Regions from separate parts of the Sus scrofa genome. Here all the other regions are linked to region 3. The links are chromatin contacts, called in public promoter capture Hi-C maps. All regions are on one chromosome and are shown on one strand. Each heading gives the region's core, a stretch centred on a gene start, on an enhancer-like site or on the middle of the called end of the contact. The rest is flanking DNA. Distances are from core to core; before and after follow the strand shown.

Evidence for each region. Promoter capture Hi-C pulls out the DNA fragments that hold promoters and counts their contacts.
Region 1: a contact with region 3 is called in a promoter capture Hi-C map of fetal liver, with 4 times the contacts expected there. The contact joins two enhancer-like sites. A contact is called at or near these places in 2 of 5 promoter capture datasets (fetal liver and liver), 6 of 47 Hi-C or Micro-C datasets (alveolar macrophages and blood) and 1 of 2 datasets of contacts at active chromatin or transcription factors (alveolar macrophages).
Region 2: a promoter capture Hi-C map of fetal liver shows a contact between it and region 3, with 4 times the contacts expected there. The contact joins two enhancer-like sites. A contact is called at or near these places in 1 of 5 promoter capture datasets (fetal liver) and 1 of 47 Hi-C or Micro-C datasets (brain).

What each region holds. Positions count from the first base shown.
Region 1 is chr15:86,803,637-86,808,645 of Sscrofa11.1, forward strand. All of the region lies in intron 2 of LOC110257027 (a long non-coding RNA gene), which reads left to right. LOC110257026 (a long non-coding RNA gene) reads right to left here. Exons shown (of 2, transcript XR_002339180.1): 1 at 1-5,009. Among named protein-coding and RNA genes, the nearest start is that of ITGA4, 140 kb to the right of the region's middle. Within about 2 kb of position 1,320, at least 13 of the 83 cell types and tissues checked have an H3K27ac peak or open chromatin away from gene starts, as enhancers often do. A contact at or near this core is called in fetal liver and liver, where this site is marked.
Region 2 is chr15:86,721,754-86,726,714 of Sscrofa11.1, forward strand. The region is part of intron 1 of LOC110257027 (a long non-coding RNA gene); the gene reads left to right. Among named protein-coding and RNA genes, the nearest start is that of ITGA4, 220 kb to the right of the region's middle. Within about 2 kb of position 1,313, at least 4 of the 83 cell types and tissues checked have an H3K27ac peak or open chromatin away from gene starts, as enhancers often do. A contact at or near this core is called in fetal liver, where this site is marked.
Region 3 is chr15:86,945,148-86,949,942 of Sscrofa11.1, forward strand. It overlaps ITGA4 (integrin alpha-4), which reads left to right. Exons shown (of 27, transcript XM_013982231.2): 1 at 1-2,540; 2 at 2,859-2,980. The coding sequence starts at 2,344. Among named protein-coding and RNA genes, the nearest start is that of ITGA4, 5.5 kb to the left of the region's middle. Within about 2 kb of position 2,419, at least 40 of the 83 cell types and tissues checked have an H3K27ac peak or open chromatin away from gene starts, as enhancers often do. A contact at or near this core is called in fetal liver and liver, where this site is marked.

The sequences.
Region 1 (5,009 bases), core at 70-2,569, 140 kb before region 3:
GATACAAATTTGTGAGTTTATCTGCCTATAGATCTTCACAAATTGCAGTTTAAGCTTGCTTCTTTAAGATATTAGAAACTACTCTTAATTACTACAGGATGTTTTTCACTGTCTTTAGAATTTAAGTTAAAAAAACAACTCTAGTTTCTGTTTGGAAAGTGAAGATAAATTTTAGATTCTTTTTCACAAGCTCAGGGAAAACATTAGACTTTTCTGACTTTAAGTGAAGACTCATTATGCCAAAAGGGAAAACAGGGTTTTAAGGGACAATAACTATACTTAATATGTAACTTTCTTTTTTTATTTTACCACTGAAGCTTCAATACTAGAACTTAAATTGTTGTTTAGATTTAAATTATTCCTATGTCTTGAATTGCTGTTCAGATACCCTGAGGTGGTCATATGTGTTACTTCAGCAGAAAAGCCCTAAAAATTACCTCAGAAATTTTATTTCTTTATATTATAATTTGCTTACATTATAATTTCCCTCAATAATAATAGAAAAGTTGTCCAAAGATAAATAGAGCTTGAAAACTTAGTATATTCTTTCACATGAGGAAAGGCAGCTAGCATTTACTGTGTGTTCACTGTAGGACAGACATTTGATCTCACTTAAAGCCCATACCAAACATATGATATGGATATTTTTTCTCCCCATTTTATTAAAAAAATTGGATCTCAGAGATATTAGGTGAATTGACTAAGGCCACATGGGTCCTCCATGGCACACAAACTGGGGTTATCCTAACCTTAAAAATTGTGCTTTTTTCATTACAATATCATATACTTCGGGAATTTTAAAAGTCTTAGTTATTTACACCTTTAAGTTAATCAGTCTCAGCAGTACACATTAAAGAAGAGGTGCACTTCTTGAGAGAGCTAGCAACTTACTCTTTTCATTGCAGATGTGGAAATCATGCCATACATATATCTTTTTAGGGCCACACCTCATGGATACTAGTTGGGTTTGTTACTGCTGAGCCACATGGGATCTCTGATGCTGAATATTAAGTATAATTTACTTTCGCAAGTGCTCTGGTTTAAACTGACAAATGCAACTGTGCTTAGTTAAATATTCTTTTGAAACAATTAAAATGTAAAGCCCAAGTGTGAAATATGTGGACTCAATGTACAAAGTGTTGTTGTATTCTTTTCAGAGTCCTCTTACGGATGACTCAGAGGGACTATGGGGGAATCAGCAGGTGAGAGGCATCAAAGGTGACAGCTCACAGTTTCCTTCACCTTCAGTCCAAGGCAGAGGCTCAGAGTAACTGTTAACAGAAACCATTGTACGAGAGAATTGCTTAAAATTCTTCTGTTGCTCTCCCTGCACAGTGGAGACACTGTTTGTGGTTTGGAGAGCATAGCGACAGTTTGAAGCTGTTGTACCAGTTCGGAGTATATATATATCTCTGTAATGCAGTGTGCTTTCTTATCTTGAAGAGCATGTGTTAAAACAGTTGAGGTATGTTGACAAAATGGGGTCTGTAAGGAAAGAGCAAGTCTTGATGTTTCCTCACTTCATAGTTTGTGTTCAGTTGGCAGTGTGTGTGTGGACACAGGACAATGTTATTGCCCATTTGTGATGTGAAAAAGAGAAACAGTTATGGATTTATTTCTGTTTGTTTCTTGACAGCTGTGAGAAAGGCTATACCAAATTTCCATTATATTATAGCAAGTTTATTACTTCTATGAAAAAATAAAATACAAATATAATTTATCCCTGAAAAGAGATTATTACGCTACTGTAGCTAACAACTTATTAATCTTCTTATAGTTAACAGCTAGTAGTACTGGATAGAGGAACTCAAGATAACTTGATTTTAGGTCCTAAAAGTGTCTTGCAAATCACATTTTAAGTGTGCAATAAATATTTGTGAAGTAAATATACATGAATATAGTTCTTGCTGAGAGTTCTCACTTCTCAGTTGTATTTCCATTTTCATCTGTGAAGTGGAAGTATTTATCTCCGACGGTTTTAGGCTTATCTTTCAAAGATCCTCGAGTACTTTAGACAAAATAACCACACTATTTGTTATGCCAATCCTATGTGCCTGTGTGCGCTCACACACACACACACACACACTCACACACACACACACACACACACACACACACGCACTAACCAGGAACTTCTTGCATATTTGGGAAGGTGAGAATACTTGTTTTGCCCACGGCTTAGAAGTCAACACCTGTCTTTGACCACAAAAGTAGGAAATGCCTTCTTCGTTATTTACCATGGATGTTTACTATCTGTTTTCTTTAAGTCTGGTGAAAAAACCATTGGTAGGGTTTCTGAATGGGACAAGTTTCCATAAGGAGCTTCATTTAGGAAGGGTTATCCTAAACACCAAGTTCAAAGGATCCAAGAAGAAGATACTCTGACTTTTCTTTGCAAATGTTGACTATTTTAATATTTCTTGGGCAGGATTGATTAGACCCATAAGACATACCTAGTCCCTTACAGACTATTCAGTCAAAACGTCCATGCCTGTTTGATGCACAGCTTGTAAACATGTCTGAGAGTTTTCATATCACTTGTCTTCTTCCCTTTCACTGGTGATTTAATTCTCAATTCTGCCTAAGCATCAGATTTCAAAAATTGCTTCATCTTAATTTGTGCTTAAATAGGGTGAGAAGTTTGATAATGAATTTCCTAAGGAAACACTGGGCTTTGAACAATATTAGCATCTCACCAAGGACGACGCACCTAATTCCTAGTGCCTAACAAATTAAATATTCTTAATCAGTAATTTCTTTTTATTGTAAGGAGATGACGTGTGATTTTGCATACATGGAGACTGAGATATGGGCCAAAGAGCCAAAATGGACAAAAGAGAGTAAATGGGCAGGATAGGATAGATAAAGTAGGCAAATAAATGAGGAAAGGAAAACAATGTTTATTATTTTGAAATTTTTCTCTAATTTTATTCACAGCTGCAAAAGAGATACATAGAAGAAAGAAATATAAAATGTAATGAATTATGGGAAAAAGGAAAAATGAGAGGGAGAAAATGGTATAGGAGAGGTGGAAGAAAAATGTCTAGAAGAACAAGGTATTAGTAAAATAACCGTAAATCTTCTGCCCTTTCTTCAGTCTTGAGAATCCTCTGGTTTCATATTCTGCTTCTTTAGACAGGATGTACATTTATAGATTGTTTACTTAGTAACTGAAACCTTCGCTTTTTTTCCTCTTCAAAAAAAAAAATCATGAAATGTGAAGATAGTTTGTGAAGTTTATTCCCAGTCACTTACAAGTGCAAACCTCATTTAGGAACAGTTGTAGAGATTCAGAATATTTTTTAATAATATAAAGTGATGAAACTTGAAAATAATTAGGTTGTTCTTAATGCTTTTGAACTTCTTAGAACATTTTTTCTGCAAAATAATTTAGTGATATTAGTGACATTTGAGTAAGAATTAATTTGAGTACCAGTAACAGCAGTTGTTGCTTTACAATTCTTTTAGAATTCTTCTAGTTAGTCATTAAGCACATATAACCCAGTAGAGCTAAGGAAACTATGGCTATGTTCTCTGAATTGAAGAGACATTAAAAACTCTATCTTTAGAAGACTGTCTCTTGCTGAGGGCGCAGTGCTGGGTTCTGAGGCCAAACTGTCTGGGCTACAGTTCCAGCTCTGCCTTTTACTGTCTAGGTCACCTTGGCAAAGTCATTTCTCCCCTAAGAAGGTACTCCCTGTGAAGGGGCCATCCCATGGCTGGGCTATAATTAATAAGTGCAAATAACTCAGAAAAATGCCTGACATCTAAGAATTATCTAATAAATTTAAGGTATCAGAGCGTACTGTCTAATATAGAAGAGAAAAAAAATCACTTCAAAACATTACGACAAAAAGACAGCAAAGAAGTAAGTAAATGTATTTTTTAGCCAAGGTGATGTGTATTCTTTAAAACTAAACAATCTATCAAAGTATCTTCCTTATAATTAGAAGTTTAGTAAATATATAATGAAAGGCTGGGTGGTTAATTAAAAGAATAAAATATAAAACTGAAGGTATTCACTGAAAGTACTCATTGAGGGAGTTCTGGTTGTGGCTCAGTGATAACAACCTGACTAATATCTATGAGGGTGCAGGTTTGATCCTTGGCCTCACTCAGTGGTCTAAGGATCCGGCATTGCCATCAGCTGTGGTATAGGTTGCAGATGTGGTTTGGATCCCATGTTGCTATGGCTGTGGTGTAGGCTGGAAGCTACAGCTCCAATTTGACCCCTAGTCTAGGAACTTATGTATGCCACGGGTACGGCCCTAAAAAGACAAAAAAAAAAAAAAAGTACATCAGAAAGAGAAAGATAAATACTATTATGATATCACTTATGTCTGGAATCTAATATATGGCACAAATGAACCTTTCCACAGAAAAGAAACCCAGGGACTTGTGGTTGCCAAGGGCGGGGGAGTGGGATAGACTGGGAATCTGGTGTTAATAGATGCAAACTATTGCATTTGGAATGCAAGGGCAATGAGGTCCTGCTGTATAGCACTGGGAACTATATCTACCATGATGGAGCATGGTAGAGGATAATGTGAGAAAAAGAATGTGTGTGTGTGGGGGGGGGAGTCACTTTGCTGTACAGTAGAAAACTGACAGAACACTGTAAACCAACTATAATGGAAAAAAATAAAAATTATTTAAAAAGTACTCATGGAGATCTAACATGAGCTTATAATTGTATTAGGTCTGTTCAGAGGAAAATATGATAAAATAACTTAGGTCTTCAAGGTTGTTTCAATTAGTTGAGAGGGAAGTTTATATATGACAGCTAAGATAATGTTTTGTAAATAATAAGCACTCAATATACACTCACGAGATGAATGACTGGAAAAGTCTGAAATAATTATAAATGATAACAGAAATATAAGAAACTATGATGTAGGCATTCAGGCGATCATAAGAGCCAGATGGATATATATAGTTCAGAAAGTGGGACTCAGGCTGTTATTTAAAGACCGTGGTCTTAAGCTTGTCATTTTTAACCTTAGTTGCAC
Region 2 (4,961 bases), core at 63-2,562, 220 kb before region 3:
TTAAGAGTGACTTGAGTGTCATTTATGAATACTTACAGTCATAGGTTTTAATAAGGACATTTTCTCCTTCAGCATTCACAGTTGGGTTTTATGTTTGAGAACTGGTGGTTAAAGTGATCACTGATATTTGTTCTATTATTTGGATGCCTACTGATGTGATGGTACAGAATAGTTTTCTTGGATGTTCTCATTTTTTCCTCTCCTTCTCTCCTCCCTCCCCCACCCCCAAATAAGTATTTGAGTGCCTCTTATGTGCGTAGCTTTCAGGCAATAAAAAATTCAAAAGGAACAGAAGACTTGACTCTTCTAAAGTTCCTAATATTTTCCTGAAATAAAACACCCTCTCAACATATCCTATCTTAGTATTTTTCTTGCTGTTATTACATATTCAGGGCCAGTTACTTCTATTTTTCACTCTAGTTTCTTTGTTCTTCTTCCACATCACCCTTGTTTCTTTATAAGTAGGTCAGTTACTACGGCAACAGCACTATTCTGGGTGTGGTGACCACCACAATATATGTATGATTTTCAAATCTGAGTGCCTGAAACCAAGATCATGCTTTTTTTCTAGACATACTGTACCTTAACTGAGGCCTTATCATCCTATAAAACACTTTTTACCTGTTTGATGCATTTTAAATTTTAATTTAGGCATATTTACTCCCAAAATGTATATTTGTGTTAACCATTAGCATATTTGTTTTAAATAAAAATTCTATTGTATTTCAACATCTTGCAAAAATTAACAAGATATACTGATTTGGTCCTAAACTAGAGGAGTAGCATTCAACTCTATAACAGTATTTACCAAACTCCATAAATTCCAAAAAAAAAATCAGGAAAAATTAATATAAATTTCAAATCTAGCTTTCAGGGAGTTCCCATTGTGGCTCAGCAGGTTACAGACCTGATGTGGTCTCTATGAGGATATAGGTTCAATTCTTGGGCCTCACTCAGTAGGTTAAGGAACTGGTGTCACCACAAGCTGTGGCTTAGTTTGCAGATGTGGCTCAGATCTGGTATGGCTGTGGCTGTGGTGTGGGCCTCAACTGCAGCTCCAATTCAACCCTTAGCCTGGGAACCTCCTTATGCTGAAGTGTGGCCCTAGGGGGGAAAAAAAAATCTGGCTTTCAGGTCATGGTAGGTTGCCTTTAGATGGAAAGTGGGGAAGCTTTTTCCCTTAATCTCATGTCCCAGAGTGAGATTACAACATAATTTCTGGTGGTGGGGCCCACAAATTAATCAACAGTAGACAGATGCAGGAGAAAAGATTATTATACTTGTGGGAGTACTCAGTAGTGAATGATTATCAGAATAGCCAGAGCTAGGGGTTTGTATATCAGTTTAACCAAAAAGGGGGTGAAGAGCGGGGCTGGGGTGAGACTGGTTAGATCTTCAATTTGGAAGTAAAGAAGATTTTATTGAGCAGTCTCCTCCAGAAAGTAGCTGGAAGCTTCTCCAGAAAGGGTTAAAGCCACCTCTATTTAAGAGAGACTTTTTTAGTCAGATGAGAAAGGTTTAGATAAGATTTCTTTCTGCTGATCCCTTCAGCAGCTTTTCCAAACTTTCTCATCATGCTGGCGTTGAAAAAGTTCTGTTTTGCATTTGTAATATGCAGTAATGCTCCACTTAGTCATGGGAGTGTTCCACTTCACGTTGTAGAAACCTTACAAACAGCCTCTGTCCTTTAATATTGGAGCACCTAGATCCCAAACAGGGTTTTTTTGTTTGTTTGTTTGTTTGTTTTGATACTTTGAACAGAAGTATCACTTTCAGTCAGGCAGTATACAATATTTCATTAAAGCATGTGCCTTTAACCCATTTTATCTGGCTGTTGCTTAAATTGTAGACTTCTAGATTAGTTTTAATGTAAATTATACATTAAATTGGTAAGAGTGACCATGCTAAAACCAGGTCAGCATTTGGAAAGTGAAAAACAAAACTGGAATCATATGAAAGTAATTTATGAGTTTTTTATGTTTAAGAGGAACAGACCATGTCAGTTCTAATTAAGCATTTTTTTCTTTGCTTGAATTTTATGACATGGTTAATAACCATCTCCATGATTTGTGACTAGTTTAGAAAAATTGTGCAATTTAAAAAGCACATGATTTGTTGGAAGGTTACAACCAAATATATTTGTTTTCTTCTCCCCCCTTTTTTTTTCTTTTAGAGCCACACCCACGGCATATGAAAGTTCCCAGGCTAGTGGTTGAATCAGCTAGCCTGGGAACATCAGCTATAGCAATGTCAGATCCGAGCCACTTGTGTGACCTACACCACAGCTCACAGCAACACTGGATCCTTAACCCACTGAGAGAGGCCAGGGATTGAACCTGTGTCCTCATGGATACTAGTTGGATTTGCTACCACTGAGCTACAATGGGAACTTCTCTTCCCCCTTTTTGATATCTAGTTTGAGGTTTGTTTAAATCTACAGGATCCTATATCTACAAATTTTCTATGAGTTAATCAAGATTAAACTCTTTGTCCTCCTGTCTTCCTCGCTTCTTCTTTTTAAAGATACTTATCTTATTGGACTAAAATTCTGAAAAATACACAAGTGATTTTCATTAAAAAGAAATTAAGATGACTGTTTTTCATGAAACTTTTCCTCAAAAGCATGAGGCATACAAATGTACCCTTATTATCTGGTGAGGTGGACCCTAGAAAGAGGAAATAATTCTGCTTCTCTCACCTCCACCTTTAACAGACATGCCCTTTATGCCTAGAGAGCGCATCTCAACTGAGAGTGACAGTAAGTCCCTTGTCCCCAAATATGAGTCATATGCCTTTCCGTTATGATTGTTCTATTCTACAGAGTCTAGAAAGTTTTCTTGTGTTCTGAGTGTCCCTTTTAAAAAAAAAAAAAAACATAAATTCTCTTGAGATGGACTAGTTATCATTACCTCTTTAATGGGGTAGAGTTGACAGCATCAAGGAATAAAATGGTACTTAGAACAGGCATAAAATGGATGGAATGTATGTAAAACATTGGAACACTGTATGGCAGTCAGACTTTTCATGCATAATTTGGATTTCATCTGTAACATAGGGTTTAACTGTTGAGCCATATTGATGAGAATCCCTTTATATTTGACAGTGTCTTAGAAATAATTTTATAGAAATCTTCCGACATGGAACCGATGTCATAGGTACCTAGGTCATACTGACGAGGATAACATTGTGGGATTATCAACTAGGGACACTGTAGATCTATGAGGATACGGTGGTTTATATAGGCCTCCATATGGAGAAATTCATGGGACTGTTGACTGTCATCCTGCCCTTGTTCCAGAACTGTATGTGGTTCTGAATTATCTAATCATTCAGTCTGAAGAAGGATTAAGTGGATACTTGCTTCTTACTACTGTTGCACCCTCCCACTTCTTACCTCCACTTTGCATATGTGTGAGGACTGTGTCTTAAGAGTACTATTCAAATTATATTATTAAGTACATCTCTATGTCTGGATTCTTGAGACTTAGAAAGTCCCCAGTAATTCACAATATATATGTATTTATTCATTTATTTATTCATTTATAAAAGCCACTGAAGTATTGCTATAGCCTAGTTCCTCAGAGTTTGGAATGTAAGAGGTGTATTAAGGATTAACACCTGTAGGAAGGAATGGGTGAAACTAAGATTGGATAGAGGAGGAAGTCGAACTGTGAAGGAGACCTGGCGAAACACTGTCCAATCCGGTAAGCACCTCTGGAGAGAGGGTTGTCTGTCAGGGTCCTGGACCAAAATGGCTGGGCTTTGTGCCTCTGCCTGGCTTAGTTGGAGGAGGCAGACTAGCCCAGGTCAGGTGGGGATATGGGCAAGGTAGCTCCCAGCAATTAAAGCTGATCCTGAAAAAGCTGACTGCACAAGTCATCATTCTCCTATGCTTATTCACTACCTGCTATTCTCCAAATGGTTGAATATTAACATGGTGACTTTCTTTATCATTTACAGTATTGGTTTATTTCCCCAAAGTGATCGAGTTTATAACTGCAACTACTTGAGTGTTGCATAAAGATTAAGAGTAGGAACTTGACACTCTTATTCACCACAGTATTGGAAGCCCTAGTCAGAACTATTATGTAAGGAAAAGAAATAAAAGTCATCTGAATTGGAAAGGGAGAAGTAAAACTGTCACTATTTGCAGATGACATGATTTTTATATATAGAAAACCCTAAAGAGTCCACCAAAAAACTATTAGAAATAAGAAATGAATAAAGTTGCAGTATACCAAATCAGCATACAAAAAATAAGCTGTGCTTCTGTATGCTAACAGAGCTAGCAGAAAGAGAAATTAAGAAAATCCCACTAATAATCACAATAAAAAGAATAAAATTCTTAGAAATATGTACTGCAAACTAAAGACATTGTTGAAAGAAATTAAAGATGACACAAATAAATGAAAAGATATTCTGTGCTCATGGATTGGAAGAGCTAACATTGTCAAAGTGTCCAAAGCAATCTAGAGATTCAGTGCAATCCCTTTTAAAATCCAAAGGACATTAAAAAAAAAAAATAGAACAAAAAATTCTAAAAGGCCCTGACTAGTCAAGTAATCCTGAGAAAAAAAAGAACAAAACTGGAGGTATTACACTCCCTGACTTCAAACTGCATTACAAGACTATAGCAATCAAAACAGCATAGAATCAGCAAAGACACAGATACGAAGATCAATGGAACAGAATTGAGAGCCCAGAAATAATTGCACGCATATATGGACAATTAATTTATGACAAAGGAGCAAAGAATATACAGTGAAGAAAGGATAGTCTCTTCAATAAGTGGTTTTGGGAAGACTGGGTAGCCACATGCAAAAAATGAAACTAGATCACTATCTTATAGCATACATAAGAATCAACTCAAAATGGATTAAGGACTTGAATATAAGACCTGAAACCATAAAACTCATAGAAGGAAACATAGGAAGTACCTTCTTTGACACTGATCTTAGTAA
Region 3 (4,795 bases), core at 1,169-3,668:
GGAGGGGAAGAAACCAGCAAAGGAAACTCATAGTGGCCAGATAAAAAAGGGGAAAGAGTTCAAAAAGGTTAGTATCATGAGAAGAGAGACTTTCAAGAAGGAGAAATGCTCACTCTTGATAATAGCTGAGAAACTGGGCGAGCCCATGTGAGAATTGTTTCTACTGGGCAGGACTTCTTACCAAGGATAGAAATCACTTGAAGTATGTTTTTTATTTGAGAGTTTTATCCAGCTCCTAGCACACTATGGGCACTTGAAGCATATTAATCAAGTGACATTAATTGAATGACCGAGTATTTGAGTTCAGTTCAGGGTAAGGGATAGGCCTAAGTAGTTTTACAAAGTCCCTCTCTTCCTGCATGAACATGCTCACCCACCTGCTACCTGACTGTCACTCTTACCTGCAAAAGTATCTATTGGAGAGAGAGCAGTATCTTCAGGCTCTGTCATAGCAACATTAAATACCATTTATTCCTCCATACTTGGGAAAAGTGAACTGTTCAATAAGCCTTGGATGAATAAAAATTGGGGCTAACATAGTGCATGAGGTCATAAAGGATGACTTTCTGAAATTGTAATGAAAATCAGAACCATGACTATAACCATCATCATAGAAATGAGGTCCTGTCCCATCAAGACTCCTTCATCTTAGCTCCACATTGGTATTTACCAGTACTATTACCAAGTTCTTCTAGGTTCAGTTCTCAGAACTCTCTTAAGTCTATTTCTTCCTTTATCCCTCCTGTTCCTTCCTAGTTCAGGGAGTGCTTAGTCTAATGCAGCCCTCCTTGTCCTGTAAGTGCCCCTAAAGCATTCTGAATTTTCTCTAGTTAGTAAACATCTGTCTATCTACCACTTGGCTGAAAATTTTCCTAAAAGCTTGCCCTGCCTTGTTCACCTTGGCATTCTGTGGGCCTACCAAGTGCCCATTCAATGAATATGTTGAAAAAAGGAACAAGTATTTTAATTATGTATCTGCCTTTACAACTTCAGATGTGCTATTTCAGTTGTTTTAATGTGCACAGACACTATGTGATGAGCACGTTTTCTTATGTTTTTTTACCATAGAGTAATAATATATTAACTTGGACCTGCATTGCCTACAAATACCATCCTAATCATTTATGGCTGTGGCTGGTTGCTCTAGAAAGAAACCTGAAGCACACCATGGATTAATTAGGATGAGAATCAAGCCCAGTTCAGGTGTGTTGTGCTGTGGGTCCTCAGCGCTTTTTCATAGGCTCATTGTGGTGTGTGTCTCTTGACCTCAACTGGGTCTGAGCCCTGATGGCAGGTGCATCCGGTGGCAACTGGGTGGATGTGTGGAAATGGGGAGCGTCAAGAGTCCCAACAGAGGAATCTTTTGAAACGAGGCAAGTCACAGCGCTTCCTTAATCCAGCCCTTGGACTTAGCAATAGCCTTAAAACACCCGCCCCTCTTGTTCAGCCCTAGCCACTGCTCTTCAAGCAATAGGCTGGGACTTAAGAGGAAGTGCGGGGAGGAAGGAAGTGGGCATAGAGGGGTGCAGGGCTCTGAGTCTCAAAGTGAATACCAAAACGTCTTTGTCACCAAAATATTTCTCAGGTGCCTTCAGGGAGTGCCTTTTGTTTGTTTTTAATTTGTGTCTCCCTGATTGATTTTTCTAGTGGTTCCTTATGGCCCCCAAATCAAATATAGCGCTTAACCAACGAAAGATCAGGATGAATCCCCACCGCAGTCCATCCCGGTGCCCGAGTTTGCAACTGGCCAGGCCAGGCGGGGCAGGTCGAGGAGCCTCATAGTGGGGCTCTCGAGGCTGATTGGAACCTCGTCGCTACGCATCTAGGCCCCAACCACAGTTAAAAGGCGAAGCCCGGGGCCCCTTCTCGCCCTACTCTTGCAAAGTCCCAGGAGCCAGGCGTCATCCCGCGCTCAGCTTGGACTAGGTGGCCCCAGTCTGGCGCGCGTCCTGCGCAGCTAAGGTCCCCCAGCGCCCCCTACAGCCGCGCGATGGGGGAAACGGCGCTAGGTACTGCGCCTCTGCACCACGCCCGGGACCCCACCCAGCGGCCCGCGCCCCAGACCTCGGGAGTACCTCACCTCCTCGGCTCCAGAAACAGGGCGTGGGGCCCGGCAAGCGCGCAGCATCCCGGGCCACCTCTGATCGCTCCGCCCGCTGCGGCCCGACTTCCCCTCCCTCCTTCTGTCCCTCCCTCCCTTCTTCCCTCCCGCCTGCCCGCCGGCGCCGGACACGCTGAGCCTCTTCTCTTGGGGCGCTCTTCCCCTTGGCTGACCGTCGCATCCCGCGCAACTTTGAGATAGACCATGGTCGTTTGGTGTTGAATGTTCCTTTCCGCAAGCGCATGGCTGTACAATCGAGGCGCGGGCCTGGCCCCCGAAGGGCAGCCGTCTCGAAAGCAGTGATGCTACTGTTGTTCTTGGGAGTCCCGACTGGGCGCGCCTACAACGTGGATACCGAGAGCCCGCTGCTCTACAAGGGCCCCTCCAAAACCTTGTTCGGCTACTCGGTGGTGCTGCACAGCCACGGGGCAAACCGATGGTGAGTGGGGTCGGTCTCGGTAACTCAAAGCCGCGAGCAAAAGACGCCTCAGGGATTCCCTGCGGGTTGAAACTTTCCTCCCTGTGGAGGAGGAAGGAGGGGGACGCAGAGACGGCCAGCTCGCGAGAGAAGTGCCCGGGAAACTAATTTGTCTTGAGGTGGCAGCACCCAGTGTGCGTTCTGGAGTTTGGGGTGGTGGGCGGGCGGAGGAGGAGGTGGGGAGAGCGGCCCTGCTGCCAGCTGCACGTCTGTAGAGACCTGGAGTTCAATGGGCAGCACCGCTCACGTCTGCGCGCACGTGCACAATTCTCTTTTTAGGCTGGTAGTCGGGGCGCCCACCGCCAGCTGGCAAGCTAATACTTCGGTGGTCAACCCTGGGGCGATTTATAGATGCAGAATCGGAAAGAATCCGGAGCGGAACTGCGAACAGCTTCAGCTGGGTGAGTTGAGTCTGCGACCAGAAGCTAGTGACCCCTCCCCACCCCCATCCCCACATACCCAAGGAAGCACAAGTCCTGGAAGAACTCCTGTTGCCTATTCTCCAAGTGAATGATTTTCACTAACTTCACTCGTGACAATGATTGCAGTTCTCTGACAAAACTATGTGAAGGAAAAGTTTTTTTATGAAACCTTCTTTTCACCTCTCCCTTTCTTCCCGCATTTGTAAAACACATTTTCAAGTCTCTCAGCACATTAAGGACAGGATCCAGCTAAGCCAAGACTTGAAAATTTTATTTCCATCTTTGACATATCAGCCTTATTAAAGAACAGGCTAAGGAATAGATAAGGATTAGCAATTGGAATTGATTCCCTATCCTGTCATTTAGCCCAAGAGCTTTCTAAAAAAGAAAATGATATAGTTTTACTTTGAATGTGAAATCTAAAAGAACACAAGCAAAAAGTGGCATCTCCATTGTTAATATACTTAAAATAAAGCTTAACGTATAATTATTATTTTTTCTCTCCAAAAACTGATGTTACGTAGATACCTCTATTTTACGTCATTTATTAATGTCTCTTCTTAGGTTTGTGATGACTTGAAAAATGCATTCTGATGAGGGAGGGGAGAAAGTTCGTGTTTCAAATCCAAAAGCAGATTTGCTTTGCACAGACACATGGGAGAAGAAAGGGGAACTAATATTAATTCAGACTATATCTTGTTCTAAATATTGTTAAGAACTGCTATGTATGTTGCTTATTTTCTGAAAAGTGGCATTGTTCTTATTTTACCCATGAGGACTCTGACTCAGAGAGTTGCAAGGACTTTTTCTAGAATTACTTAGCTAGCAAGTAGAAGATGGGACCCCAAGTCAAAGTCAGGTCTACTTGTGTCCAAAGTCTAAGCCCTTTCCTATCATGTATACATCTTCAGCGCAAATAAAATTAAATGAAAATTCTAATATGTTGTCTGCTGAGCTGATACGTCATCTGTGAAAGTGAATAAAAGGTCACAGTTGGTACCTTTCTCATCTTTATCTTTGTATCAATGCACTTTTGGGATAAGCTAGTTATTGCATCTTACCACCTCCTCCCCCCTTTTTGGGGGTAGTAGTCTTTGCTTTTTCTCAAACTGGGAAGCTGCTTCTCTTCATTGAGAATGAATTCAAATAGAGTACGCACATGATGGAATTTTATTTTTGAGTCAGAGAGCATCCATAAAAGTCTTGAAGTTGTCTGCAGGGTATAGAGTAAACTTCATCCTCTCATTAAGCATTTTCCACCCCCAAAGGCAAACTAGGTAAGCATAACACATTCACGGACCTATCTATTTGGATAATCTGCAGATCATAATTTTCATTGCATGAGGAAGTTATAGGATGAAGAATTAGGGAGCAGAGCAGACGACCTTGATCTGCCAGAGGATTTTGACAAGGTCTCAGGAGGGAAGTTTTTTATTTTTGTTATCCTGTCATAGTTTCCTGATTCATGGTATTACAACTACTGGTATTTAGCCCTTACTTCCTGTATGGAAGGGCACCGAGTCTATTTGTAGATGTCTGTACTTAACTGGGAAGAGCCTGTCATAATATTGGATGAAATTTAAAATTTATCATAATAATGCCTGTCAGAATTGAAGGAAAAACCTAAATTCTTTGGGCACACAGAGCATAGGGATTGACTCCAGAAATAACCTCCAAGGAATGTGCATGTGGTAGATGTGCAGCAAACATGAATTAAGTGAAGATTTGTTGGACGGATAAATGAATAAAAACAAAGTGCAATTTTGATTGTTATCAACCTGATTGGTGAATAAG